Regions from separate parts of the Pan troglodytes genome. Here region 2 is linked to region 1. The links are chromatin contacts, called in public HiChIP or PLAC-seq maps. All regions are on one chromosome and are shown on one strand. Each heading gives the region's core, a stretch centred on a gene start, on an enhancer-like site or on the middle of the called end of the contact. The rest is flanking DNA. Distances are from core to core; before and after follow the strand shown. Region 1 holds the start of AMMECR1L (AMMECR1 like). Region 2 holds the start of SAP130 (Sin3A associated protein 130).

Evidence for each region. HiChIP or PLAC-seq counts read pairs in DNA pulled down with a chosen protein or histone mark.
Region 2: a contact with region 1 is called in an H3K4me3 HiChIP or PLAC-seq map of stem cell-derived excitatory neurons, with 3 times the contacts expected there. The contact joins the promoter of SAP130 here to the promoter of AMMECR1L in region 1. A contact is called at or near these places in 1 of 7 Hi-C or Micro-C datasets (stem cell-derived neural progenitor cells) and 1 of 1 datasets of contacts at active chromatin or transcription factors (stem cell-derived excitatory neurons).

What each region holds. Positions count from the first base shown.
Region 1 is chr13:28,564,908-28,571,217 of NHGRI_mPanTro3-v2.0_pri, reverse strand. AMMECR1L (AMMECR1 like) reads left to right here and starts at 2,448. Exons shown (of 8, transcript XM_016949697.4): 1 at 2,448-3,043; 2 at 4,532-4,641.
Region 2 is chr13:28,710,393-28,716,658 of NHGRI_mPanTro3-v2.0_pri, reverse strand. It overlaps SAP130 (Sin3A associated protein 130), which reads left to right and starts at 1,615. Exons shown (of 21, transcript XM_016949701.4): 1 at 1,615-2,261; 2 at 3,897-4,014. The coding sequence starts at 3,903.

The DNA of each region.
Region 1 (6,310 bases), core at 1,199-3,698:
TTTGGACCTATGCAGGCTGATTCCACAGTGGACTCTTAACCATTACTACATATTGTTTTTTTTTTTTTTTTTTTTTTTTTTTTTGAGATGGAGTTTCGCTCTTGTTGCCCAGGCTGGAGTGCAATGGCGTGATCTCAGCTCACCGCAAACTCTGCCTCCCAGGTTCAAGCAATTCTCCTGCCTCAGCCTCCCGAGTAGCTGGAATTACAGGCATGCACCACCACGCCCGGCTAATTTTGTATTTTTAGTAGAGATGGGGTTTCTCCATGTTGAGGCTGGTCTTGAACTCCTGACCTCAGGTGATCCTCCTGCCTCGGCCTCCCAAAGTGCTGGGATTACAGGCGTGAGCCACCGCGCCCGGCCATTACTACATATTCTTAACCATCCAAGATAAGAAATGATAAAAGTTGTACATAAGGGAGGCAGACAATTTGTTTTGGGGTATTCTGATGAGTGGTATAGCTATGTCACAGCAGATTGGGGTGACATTTGAGGATCATGCAGAGGCCTTGAGCCACCCAGCGTCTCTGCAGTTCTCCTTTCCCAAGTATATTATCTGCCCGCTGCTTGCTGGTTTCCATCTTCGTTTATTCAGTTGAGCCACAAATAATTGTATGCCTATTACATACCAGGTTTCTGTATTATGTACAGGAAATGAGAAGATAAATAAGAAACAGCCTCTTCCATATTTATGGCATATACTGCCCTCATTTTAGTTTCTTCCTCCTGTTCATAATTTCATTGTTTGTTTTTGCATCAGTTCAAACTGTTGCTTGCTTATATGAGGTGACCTCAAAGTGACTTTTTGAAAGTCCTGACCCTTTGCCTTTCAACATCATTTAAGAACAGCAATAGCATCTGGATCTTCTCAGTAAAATGCCTTTTCAACAGCTCAAAGCAAGGCTTGTTTTTGTTTTAATTTGGGAATGTTTCAAGTGAAACTTAGTTCCATCATTTAATTCCTGGCAGCCCAATAACGAGGGAGCAATAACTCCCTTATCTGTGGGCTTTTAATGACTACATAGTACCATCCTGGGAGCAATAGACTAAGGCCTTCTTCCAGATGCCATGTTTTAAGGTTTTCAGCTGGAAAGACCGTCACTCCGTAAAATTTATTTTGATTATTTTAAGTCAGGATTTGGCCTTCTTATTCAGAAACAAAAAGAAAAAAACTGGCCCCTGGCTTTCTGCCTCCTGCACTTCTGGCTCTAGGCCATATGATCATCTAATTTCTAGTTTTTCAGGCAGACAGAGAAGGTTACAAACTGGCAACCATGTCCTCAACAGCAGATAAGCATATCAAGTCTGTAACAGGAATTAAGAAGACTGCTATAGAATTTTTTTTTTAAGTCACCTCCTGTTTCACAAAGCATAGCTGTCTCTTCCTTTTCGTCCTCCTTGCCCATTCTCTTGGAGAAGTCCAGGTCCAAAAGGCACCAGACACTCAATTGACTAGGGTTTTGCTGCCTATAGGTAATTATGCTAAAAGTCTGGAGTAGTAGATCTTATGCTCGCATAATTATGCATTCTAGAGCAGAAGGTTTTTGCTGGAAAGCTTCACTGTTAGATATGATTTGCATTTTTTACTAGATACTTGTCTTTGGTCTTTGAGGACAAACATATCAAGGATTCCTTTGTGCATCAACAGAAAAGCAAAACACAAAACAGCCTATATGTGAGCAAGGGGCCGTATTTTAATACAAGAAAGACATTACTCTAGAACATGGCTCGCCTTTGCTTCAGGGCCTAGCAGTTTATTTTAGCCATAAGGGTAAGGGAGCAGGTCAGAAATGACTTTTAGTGTAATCCTATCTGTAATTAAAAATACAAATGCTGTCATAAGATCAAATGTTATCAAAAATCAGTATTTAAAATTAAATTTACCCCCAAATTTCTTTCAAAAAAAATTTGTAATGTTCTTTTTCAGTGAAGCCTTTGCACTGCTAGAGCTGAAGAATGGGATCAATCGGCTTGTTGAATAATCCTGCACAGTAGGTATTCCGCTGAAGCCAACTCTAGCTGGGGGCTCGAGAGCGAAAGACACAGATGGGGCCCTGCCGCCCCTCGAAGAGTCGGATGGGCGCGCCCGTCCCCGGTGCATCAAGAGGCTGGCCCGGCCAGGGGCGAGCGGCTGGCACCGAACCCCGCGCACCTCGCCGCGGGCGGGGCTGGGCCGTAGTCCGCTCGATTTAAGGCTGGTATCCAAGGCTGCGGCCAGTCAGGCGAGGCGAGGCGACGTGAGCGAGGGTGCTTAGGGAGAACAGCCGCTGGCAGCTCAATGCTGGGTGGCTAACGCTCGACGGTGCCCGGCAGCAACCCGGCCGACAACCCGACCCGGATCCCGAGCTGCGTCGCGGACAATGCCGCGGGCCCGTCCCGGACTACGACTCCCGAAGGGCTCTGCGACCGCTCCGGGGCGGCCCAGCGTGCACTGCGCTGGCCAGTTTGACAGCCGGGCGCCCTACTCGGCTAGCTCTGCTCCCAGCCAGGGACGCTGGCCTTCTCGCGGCTTTCCCCCGATGTCTCTCTTTATTCCAGCTGCCTGAAACTCGGTCCCACGAATGGCAGGCAGCGTCCAAAATTCAACCCCGTAAAGCCAGCACCAGCCAATAAAGCGCACGGATGGAGGCCACGTGACAGCAGTGGGCCGGCCCTCCGGCTGAGCCCTGATCTCTATGGTTTCCGCGGCTCGCTAGAAGGAGTGTGGTCCACTGGAGGACTCCCTACATTCTTCCTCCATTACCTCACTGCCTCCGGTGGCTGCTGGGATACCGGAGGACTCGGGTCCCGGCTCGACTCAGTCCTCCAGCCGCCCGGGGAATACCTCTAGTTCTTCCCGGCCGCCGCCGCCGCCGCCCCGCCGCTTCCTCCTCCGCCCGCCGGCCTCCTTCGCCCCGCCCCGTCCGCGCAGCGCGTCCGGCCCGCCCGCAGGCCAGCTTCTCTCGGGAGCCCCCACCCAGGCGCATGGCTCCATGAAGCAAGAGGAGGAGGCAGAGCGCGAGAGGTCCCGTCCGCCCCAGCCGCGTCTGGGCCAGGAGAAAAGGTGGGAAACTCGGGCTGCGCCGCACCCTTCTCCCCGCTGCCGGGCCAGGCCTCCCTCGGTCCGCCGCCGCCTTGCCCGCCGGGCCTGTTCTCGCCGGGGCGGGCGGCGGGGCCGGGAAGAGACCCCGCGGTCCTGGGGCGAGGGTCCGGGGGCAGCGTGGGGGAGGGGTCCCGGCCGGCGGGCGGGGCCTCAGGCCATGTCCCAGCGGAGGGCAGGGGGTCGGGAGGCACTGCCGGGGAGGGGCGGGCGGCGCCGTGCCCCGGGCCGCGAGGCTCGGCTCCCGCTCCTGGTCCTTGTCTGCACTCCCTCCAGGAAGCAGGCTCGCTCGCTGTAAAGTTTGGTGGTCTCCGGCGCCGCCTGGTGGCCCCCACCCACCGTCCCGCCGCCCCCTCCCCCGCCCGGCGTCTGGATTCCACCCCCGCGGCTCGGCCCAAGCTGCTCTACCCGTCGCTCCATCGTCTCCCCAACTCCCCAGCGCCCCGGACCCTCTTTCCTCATACCCTCGTGTCTCACCTTTCACCCTGTCCCTTGGCCCGCTTTTCCCCTCCCCGCTCTGTCCTGTCGTTTTCTTAACACTCTTCACACGCGCACTTCCTCCTCCTCCTCTTCTCTTTTTCCCACCCCTACCCTTGGGCCCTCCTTCCTTAAGCCCCGCTGGCCCCCCATTCCATGATACGTGCACCTGACACGCTGGGTTTCATGCCTCTCTTTCCCAGGCTGTGGGTTGTGCCCTTCACTCCTTGCCCTCCTCCATTCCCTGTCCTGATCTGAACTCCTCCCCTTGCCACGCTCCCTCACCCTTATCCCTCTGGGCCTTATCCTCTTTCACTGCCCTCTCCTAGGATAGAGTGGGTGGGGCCTTTCCCACCCACAGGAGATGTAAACAGTCTCCTGTTTACTTACATCTTTGGGAGTAGCTCAATTCTCTAGTAGTGGGGAGAGTTGGTGAAGAGATCAGGAAGAGATTTCTTCGAGACTAAGGATGGATGACCCTTAGCAACAGTGACCCTCTCCTCCCGGCATAGCAAGATGGGCTGCCCTCAGGTCCCTGCCTCTGGCGTGCTGTCCAGTAATTCTTCAGTTCTGTCTTTGCAGAGGATTGGGAAATTTATTTGTGTTCTGAAACCGGCGGAGAGCTTTTAAATGGTCTCTTCTGGCCTGAGAGCAACTTTTGCTCTGCATCTGTGGTGGGGAAGTTTTAATGTGCGTCTCATGCTCGAGTTCAATAAATAAAACCTTTGATTCTCAGTGTCCTCCCTTCTTGCTGATGACGCTAAGGATGAGATGATTCAGGGCATGGGACTTCACGGCTGCCTCAGATTTAGAGTTTGCAAGGTTTTGAAATAAGGAGAGCCTGTTCTCTAGCTATTTGCTGTGCCCCCCAGCCCCCGAAATTGCTCTGTCGAGTTGGGATTTTTCAGAAACCGTATCTATCTAACCTCTGCACTACCTGGGTGTTTGTTCACTGCACCTGCATTTCCGTCTTAGGTACGGGAAGAAGGAATGGAATCGGAAGGAAGAAAATTCATTCCAGAGACAAAATAGCTCCCCTCCTCTGTTGTAGCTGTTCCTCTGGCAATACAAACTTTCTGCTTTCAGTGAGTATTATCTTGGGCATATTTAGAGTAGAGCATCGTTGTAGTTTTTGATTTTAGGCATGTGCTAGGATTTTGGGATGTAGGTGTGTTTTCATTTGTATTTTTCTACTTCCATGAGGGGGTCCTAATGTTGATGAAGTTTTTCCGCTTGTTCCCTTTTAAAATAATTTAAATATGCAAAGGCAAGTTTGTTTTTCATACTCCCATTAGAGTGAGCTAGGTGGTGGCGTGGCACGATCTTTCCTTTATATTTCTAGTTTGTAAGGTCTGGCTCCCCACCCTTCCCAAATGAGTTTCTCAATACAACCAAAGAGGTTGTCTTAAGTTTTAGGGTAATTAACTCAGAGGTTAATGCAGTTCCTGATCAAAGTCAATTATTGGTTCTCTTTTCTATAGTTTCAGTCCTGAGAGACTTTTGGAACATTTTGTCCTAAATTTGCAATAGTGAAGATATTTTCTTGAAAATCCCATCACAGATTTGAAAATAATTAAAATTTTTCACTGTAAACTTGAAACAAAGTTCTGGGGAAAAATTATGACTGCTGTGCCCTCTTGAGTTGATTAATGATAGTATGCTAACACTTAGGAGAGAGTTTTCAGAGTGTTTCACTTCTTGGTGAAGCCTCCCAGCCCCTCTGAGGGACGCAGGGGACAAATGTTTTTATTTTACAAATGAAAGAACTGAGGCCCAGAAAAATGTGGCACCTTGCTACAGGTCACATAGAAAACAGAGGGGAGGTGAAAAAAGTTTTGACTCCTAGGTACATGTTTTTCTTTAAGCTAAGTTGAAATGAAAATGTATAGTTCTGGCCAGGCGCAGTGGCTCAAGCCTGTAACCCCAGCACTTTGGAAGGCCGAGGCAGGTGGATAACGAGGTCAAGAGATCAAGACATCCTGGCCAACATGGTGAAACCCCGTCTCTACTGAAAATACAAAAATTAGCCAGGCGTGGTGGCATGTGCCTGTAGTCCCCAGCTACTCGGGAGGCTGAGGCAGGAGAATCGCTTGAACCTGGGAGGTGGAGGTTGCAGTGAGCCGAGATCATGCCACTGTACTCCAGCCTGACGACAGAGCGAGACTCTGTCTAAAAAAAAAAAAAAAAGAAAAGAAAAGAAAAGAAATTTGCAGTTCTTTATGTTTTTAAAAATCTATAAAACTTAAAAACAATTGTTGCCAGGCATGGTGGCGTGCATCTGTAGCCCCAGCAACTTGAGAAGCTGAGGCAGGAGGATCGCTTGAGCCCTGTAAATAGCCACTTCAGTCTGGGCAGCATAGCAAGACTTCATCTCTTTAAAAAAAAAAAAAAAAAAAAAAAAAGTCTGGGCACAGTCACTCATGCCTGTGTAAATCCCAAAACTGGGAAGCCAAGGCAGGAGGATTGCTTGAAGCCAGAAGTTCAAAACCAGCTTAGTAACATAAGGAGACCCTGTCTCTACAAAAGGAAAAAAATTTTAAAAATTAGCCGAGTGTGGTGGTGCATGGTAGTGGTCCCAGCTACTTGGGAGGCTGAGGCAGGAGGATCTCTTGAGCACAGAAGTTCAAAGCTGCATTGAGCCGTGATTGTACCACTGCACTCCAGCCTGGACCACAGACGGAGACCCTGTCTCCAAAACAAAAAGGAACAATTGTATAGGTATATCTGTGATTTGTGGGGGAAAATTTTCACACA
Region 2 (6,266 bases), core at 366-2,865, 150 kb before region 1:
CGGAAATATAGGTATACAACTCAGAGAGGTCACCTATGCATAGGTAACATTTTCAAAGATATTTGAGGCTGGGTGTAGTGGCTCATGCCTATAATGCCAGCACATTGGGAGGCTGAGGTGGGCAGATCGCTTAAGCCCAGGAGTTCAAGACCAGCCTGGGCATATGGTGGAACCCTGTCTCTATTAAAAAAAAAATATATATATATATATATACACACACACACACACACACACGTATATATACATATATACGTATATATACATATATACATATATACGTATATATACATACAACTCCATCTCAAAAATATATATTATATATATAATATATATATTCATATATAAATATATATTTTTGAGACAGAGTTTCGCTCTTGTTGCCCAGACTGGAGTGCAATGGCTTGATCTGGGCTCACAGCAACTTCTGCCTCCCGGGTTCAAGCAATTTTCCTGCCTTAGCATCCCGAGTAGCTGGGATTACAGGAATTTGCCACCATTCCCGGCTAATTTTGTATCTTTAGTAGAGATGAGGTCTTTCCCATGTTGGTCAGCCTGGTCTCAAACTCCTGACCTCAGGTGATCCGCCTGCCTCGGCCTCCCAAAGTGCTGGGATTACAGGCATGAGCCACGTGCCTGGCATATATATATATGTTTAGTGGGGTGTGGTGGCATGCGCCTGCAGTCCTGGCTACTCGGGAGGCTGAGGCAATAAGTTAGTTGAGCCGAGGAAGTCGAGGCTGCAATGAGCTGTGATCACGCCACTGGACTTCAGCTTGGGCTGAACTGAGAACCTGTCTCAAAAAAACAAAAAACAAAAAGGATGACATTTGAAACTGTGGAAATACATTAAACCATTTAGGAAGGCAGTATAGCATTAGCGTGTTGGAGCCCTGAAGAATGCTGTATTTATGAGAAAGAGGAGGTATAATGGAGCTTGAGATAGGAGTAGAAGCAGGAGACAGCCTGGTTCTAGAGGCCAAGGGAAGACATGAGGAGGAATTACTACTCGTCAGTAAGCTAAACAAGATGAGATCTAAGTGAGGACCGATGGGTTTGAAGTTGAGTAGGTGTTGGCAACTTTTGGGGAGCAGTCTGAGAAGAGTGGCAACTCCAAAAGGGATAAGGACTGCCTAGGCAGAGAGGAGGCTGAAGTCTATCACAGGAGTCACTCTTCAGAAGTTTGAGAATGAAGGCATGAAGGTGGAAAAGGAAAGTGGCTTGAAGAGGAGTATCTGAGACTCATCCCTGGGCTATAGCCAGGAGCTACTCTCTTCTAACCAAGCAATTGTCTTACACAGCTGTGCATGATAGGAAGAGGGGGGTTTGAGCCCCATTTATTTCCTAACTAATCACAAAACTCCAGGCCTAAATTACCATCTGGTAAGGGAAGAGGGAGACTTAATCTCTTATCAGACACAAATGTGGCCTCAAAAGATATGGCTAAGTCTTCTACAGGTGCATAAACTCCAACCCTGAACCCCAAACAAAATGACAAAATAAAACTGCCCCCTTCAGCTCCTTTATAATCCGGAAAGCGCGCGCAGGTGCGCCCCGGCCGCCCAGAGCCCTGCGCCCTGCCGGCCTGCTTTCACAGAGCCGCGACCGCGCGCGCCTGGCGGCTCCCGCCGCGCGTAGGCTGTGCCGACCGCGGTTCCCGGTGGGGACACCGAGTCCCACTCGCGGCATAGGGAGGCGGGCACCGTCACGACACTGGCCTGGCCCGCGGATCCCTTGGCCGCCGCAGTTGGCCTCCATTACCCTTTCCCGCGCCGCGCCTCCCCGCGGGGAAAATGAAACCCAGTGCCCTCAGGTTAAGGCATAGGGTGGGATCCACTGTCTTCTCACTTAGCCAAGAGAAAAGGCAGAACCGACTTCAGACAGCAAAGGGGTGTGTTGCCCTGGCCGGGTCGCCTGCGGCCCCGCCCCGGCGCTCTCCACCTCCTTCGCGGCCCGCCCTCCTGGCTCCGGCGACTACATTTCCCAGAGGACGCCGCGGCTCAGAGGGGCGGGCCCGTCCGCTCTCCCGCTCACCACCACCGGCGACTGGCTGACTCGGCAGGGGGCGGGGCCTGCGCCAGCCAATAGACGGGAGGCTCGTTACGGCGGCGGAAGCAGCGGCGCTGGAGTGAGGGGTGGGGGGCAGAGTGCTAGCTCCCCGGCGGTGGCTTCGGGTCCGGAGCCTGGGGACGTCGGCCCCACAGACGGAGAGCGCGCGGGAGCGAGCTCAAGGCGGCGCGGCGGCCACTGGGCGCAGCACCCAGGTAATGGCGGGACGGGCGCCCGGGAGGGAAGGGGAGGAGACGAGGGGGCGGGGCGGCCGAGCCGGGCTGCAGCGTCCGTCCCGTTGCGCGTCCCCGGGGAAGGGCAGAGGATCCTCGTCTCCTGCGGCTCGGACCGCGGCTCTTTCACGAGCAGGGCACGGCGGTTGGGCCGGCGACAGGGGCTGGGTGTCCTGTGGCGAGGAAGGGAGAGGCACCGGGAGGGGTGGGCTGACCCGGGCGTGGGGGCGTGGCGGACGTGGGCCTTGGCGGGGAAGCAGAGCGGCCGGGGGAGCGCGGGCGGGCGGGCGGCCGGCCCAGGGAGTTTGGCTCCTGGAGCAGTTTAAAGTGACTCTCCACATCCGGGCCCTGCGCCCGCCGCTTTCAGACCCTGGCTGAGGCGGGGCCTCCCCGCTCCCCGCCCCCCTCGCCGGGGGCGCCTGTCTTCCTCTGCCATTGGCTCAGCCTCGAGGGGTTTGGGCTGCCCCGGCCAGGCTCGCGCCTGATTGGCTGGCAGTCGGCGGGAGGGTGGGGCGGGCTCTGAACGTGCAGGTCGCTGTGGATTGGTCCTGGGCCTCCACTGACGCGTCGGGCGTGGGGCCAATGGGCGGGCGGGGGAGGCAGGGGCAGGTTCGGGGGAAGAGGACTGCGAGCACAGCGGCGGCCGGGTGGCGGGGGTGAGTGGGGCCAGCGGGGCTGGACAGCGGCGGGCCCCGGGCGCCGCCGCCGCGATCCCTCCCCGCGCCCGCCGAGCACATCGCCGCCGCCGAGATGGGCCCTCCGCGGCACCCCCAGGCCGGCGAGATAGAAGCGGGCGGTGCGGGCGGCGGGCGGCGGCTACAGGTAAAGAGGCACAGTGCTCGTCTTGTGGTCGGGTCCCCAGATCGCCCGTCCGCACCCCCACCCCGGAGACGGGGGTCTCACACTCCGAGGTGTCTGGAAACCGGCGTCCTCCGGTCTTGGCGGGGGCTTCGCGGTGGGGTGGGGTTGCGGGCGAATCAGGGGAGATCGCTTGGCTCCTGAGGGAAAAGTGGGGGGCGATTTTAGGGAAGATGGAGAAGGTGTAGGGTCCTCTGGCTCTGTGAGGGGATCTGTGAAAGAGAAGGAAAAGGAAATCCGTAAATGGAGGCCTTTGCCGAAAAGCATTGGAGAATTCCTTTTGCATCGGGTCTGGATGTAAGATATCCGATCTTTTCTTAGGGCTGGATATCTTCCTCCGAATGTTCCTATGACATACTGATCACAGTTCTGTTCACCTTGGTGTGAGATTTGAGTGTTTCAAAGAGACATGCCATTTTCCATAAAACTTTACACAGAGAAATACACATGCATTGTGGTAATACCTGTCATGTGACTCTTGTACAGGATTCAATGGTGATTTTTTTAGCATAGCAATCCACAAGTATTTATGGAGGGTCATAGTACCCGCCAGCTCCGTATAAACAATATTTGTAGAAAACTTAGGTAGTTTAGATAATATCTGCATTTATATTGATCCCAAGTTATTGTTTTTAAATAAATGATGCAGCATTTGCTTTTCCAAGGGACTATCTCATAGGTACTAAAGATGCTTTAATTTCTCAGTATTGATTCAGATCTCAGAATCTAGCAATAACCATATAACTGTATGTACTACAGGTGGAAATGAGTTCTCAACAGTTTCCTCGGTTAGGAGCCCCTTCTACCGGGCTGAGCCAGGCCCCTTCTCAGATTGCAAACAGTGGTTCTGCTGGATTGATAAACCCAGCTGCTACAGGTGAGATATGTAATATTCTAATATATTTTTTCCTACTTTAAGAATATTACCAGTTTTCTAACTTAAAAATTAGCAGATTCTTCTAGGATTTTAGTAAATTCTTGTTTCTTGAATTTGAAGAAAGGGTATTTTACTATTCTAATTTAAACAAGGCTTTTTTTCCTTCCTGTTTTAACCACTTCATTCACATAGAGTACACATGCAACTTATAGCAAAGCGTGCCTGTAAGAACTGTTTTTGAAATGCATTAATATATTCTTGTTTAATTAATGTCCAGGAGTATAGCATTAGTGCTGTGAGGGAGCCCAGAGGTGTTTAAGGAACAGATCTTGCCTTTTAGGAGTTTATTATCTAGGAAAAGAAGTGGAAAACAAAGGATATGCGGTTTCCCTATGGTATCTGTGGGGGATTGTTTCCAGGACCCACCTCAGATACCAAAATCCATGATGCTCCACTTTCTGATGTAAAATGGTATAGTGTTTGCATATTACCTATACCTATCCTCCAGTATATTTTAAATCATCTCTAGATTACTTGTAATACCTACTACAACGTAAATGGTATGTAAATAGTTGTTATACTGTATTGCTAAGGGAATAATGACAAGAGAAAAAAGTCTGTATGTGCTTAGTACAGATGCAACCAGGGTTTTTTTTCCCCCCTGAATATTTAACATCCAAAGTTGGTTGAATCCACATCAGGGAACCCATGGATACAGAGGGCTGATTGTATACACATAGATAAAACTTGGTTTTTAGTCTTATACCCTTTGAGTGGTAGAAATTAGTGGTTCTCAGTGACAGGTGTTTGGGGAGGTGATTTTTCCTCCAGGGGAGTACTTGGCAATATCTAAAGACAGTTTGGTTGTCACAACCAAAGAGTACTATTGGCATCTGATAGGTAGAGGCCAGGGATACTGCTTAACATCCTACAAGGTAATGGGAAGCCCCCCACAACAGAGAAGTATCCAGTCCAGTCAGCAGTGCTGAAGTTGAGGAATTCCTTCAAATACTCTTTTTCTCTATGTATTAAGTAAATATATGACATTGCAAAGTGAAATAAATGCTTTTCTATTCCTTTTTCTTCACCACTGGATTCTGGTGTTCCTTATGGTAAATGATACCACTGTCTACTCATTGCTCAAACCAGTAGCTGAGGCTTTTTTTTTTTTGCACAACAGGGTCTCACTCTGTCACTCAAGCGGGAGTACAGTGGCATAATCACAGCTCACTGCAGCCTTGATCTTTTGGGCTCCCCAGCTAATTTTATTTTATTTTTTATTTTTTAAGTTTTTTTGAGACAGAGTGTCACTCTGTGGCCCAGGCTGGAGTGCAGTGGTGCGATCTCAGCTCACTGCAGTCTCTGCCTCCTGGGTTTAAGTGATTCTTGTGCCTCAGCCTCTGAGTAGCTGGGATTACTACATGCGCTACCATGCCTGGGTAATTTTTTTTTTTTTCGCATTTTTAGTAGAGACAGGGTTTCACCATGTTGGCCAGGCTGATCTTGGACTCCAGACCTCAAGTGATCCACCCTCCTTGGCCTCCCAAAGTGCTGGGATTACAGGCATGAGCCACCACACCCAGCCACATGTTCAGCTAATTTTAAATTTTTTTGTAAAGAGGGGATCTCACAATGTTGCCGAAGCTGGTCTCAAACTCCTGGACTCAAGTAATCCTCCGTTCTCAGCCTCCCAAAGTGTTAGGATCACAGGTGTGAGTCACTGTGCTGAGCTGGAAGCATCTTTAATTGCTCTGCGTTTTCTTATGAGCTATGGCCCTTGTCTAATGTTCCAGCCTCATTTCTTACTATTTAGCCTTCCTCCTGCCAACTTAATTTTTTTTTTTCCAATGGAGATGGAGTCTTGCTATGTTGACCAGGCTTGTCTCAAACTCCTGGCCTCAAGGAATCCTCCCGCCTAGGCCTCCCAAAATTCTGGGATTACAGGTGTGAGCCACTTGCGTGGCCGCCAGCTTAGTTTTTGTTATAAATTTATTTTAGTTCTCTTTAGACTTGAAGTGACTTTAAGCTACTTATGACTCCTGCTCGATGGTATCTACTCATATTTCTAAATAAATGATTAAAAAATTCCCAATTTCATGACTTTGGGACTTTGTACATTCTTTTCCTTTTGCCATAGTCTTCCTTGTTCCTTTCCATATACTTACTTATTTGGCTAATTCCTTCTTTTTTCAAGTTTCAACTTAGATGTTATTTTCTCTAGAAGAAATTATTGTTATTCTCTAGAATAACAG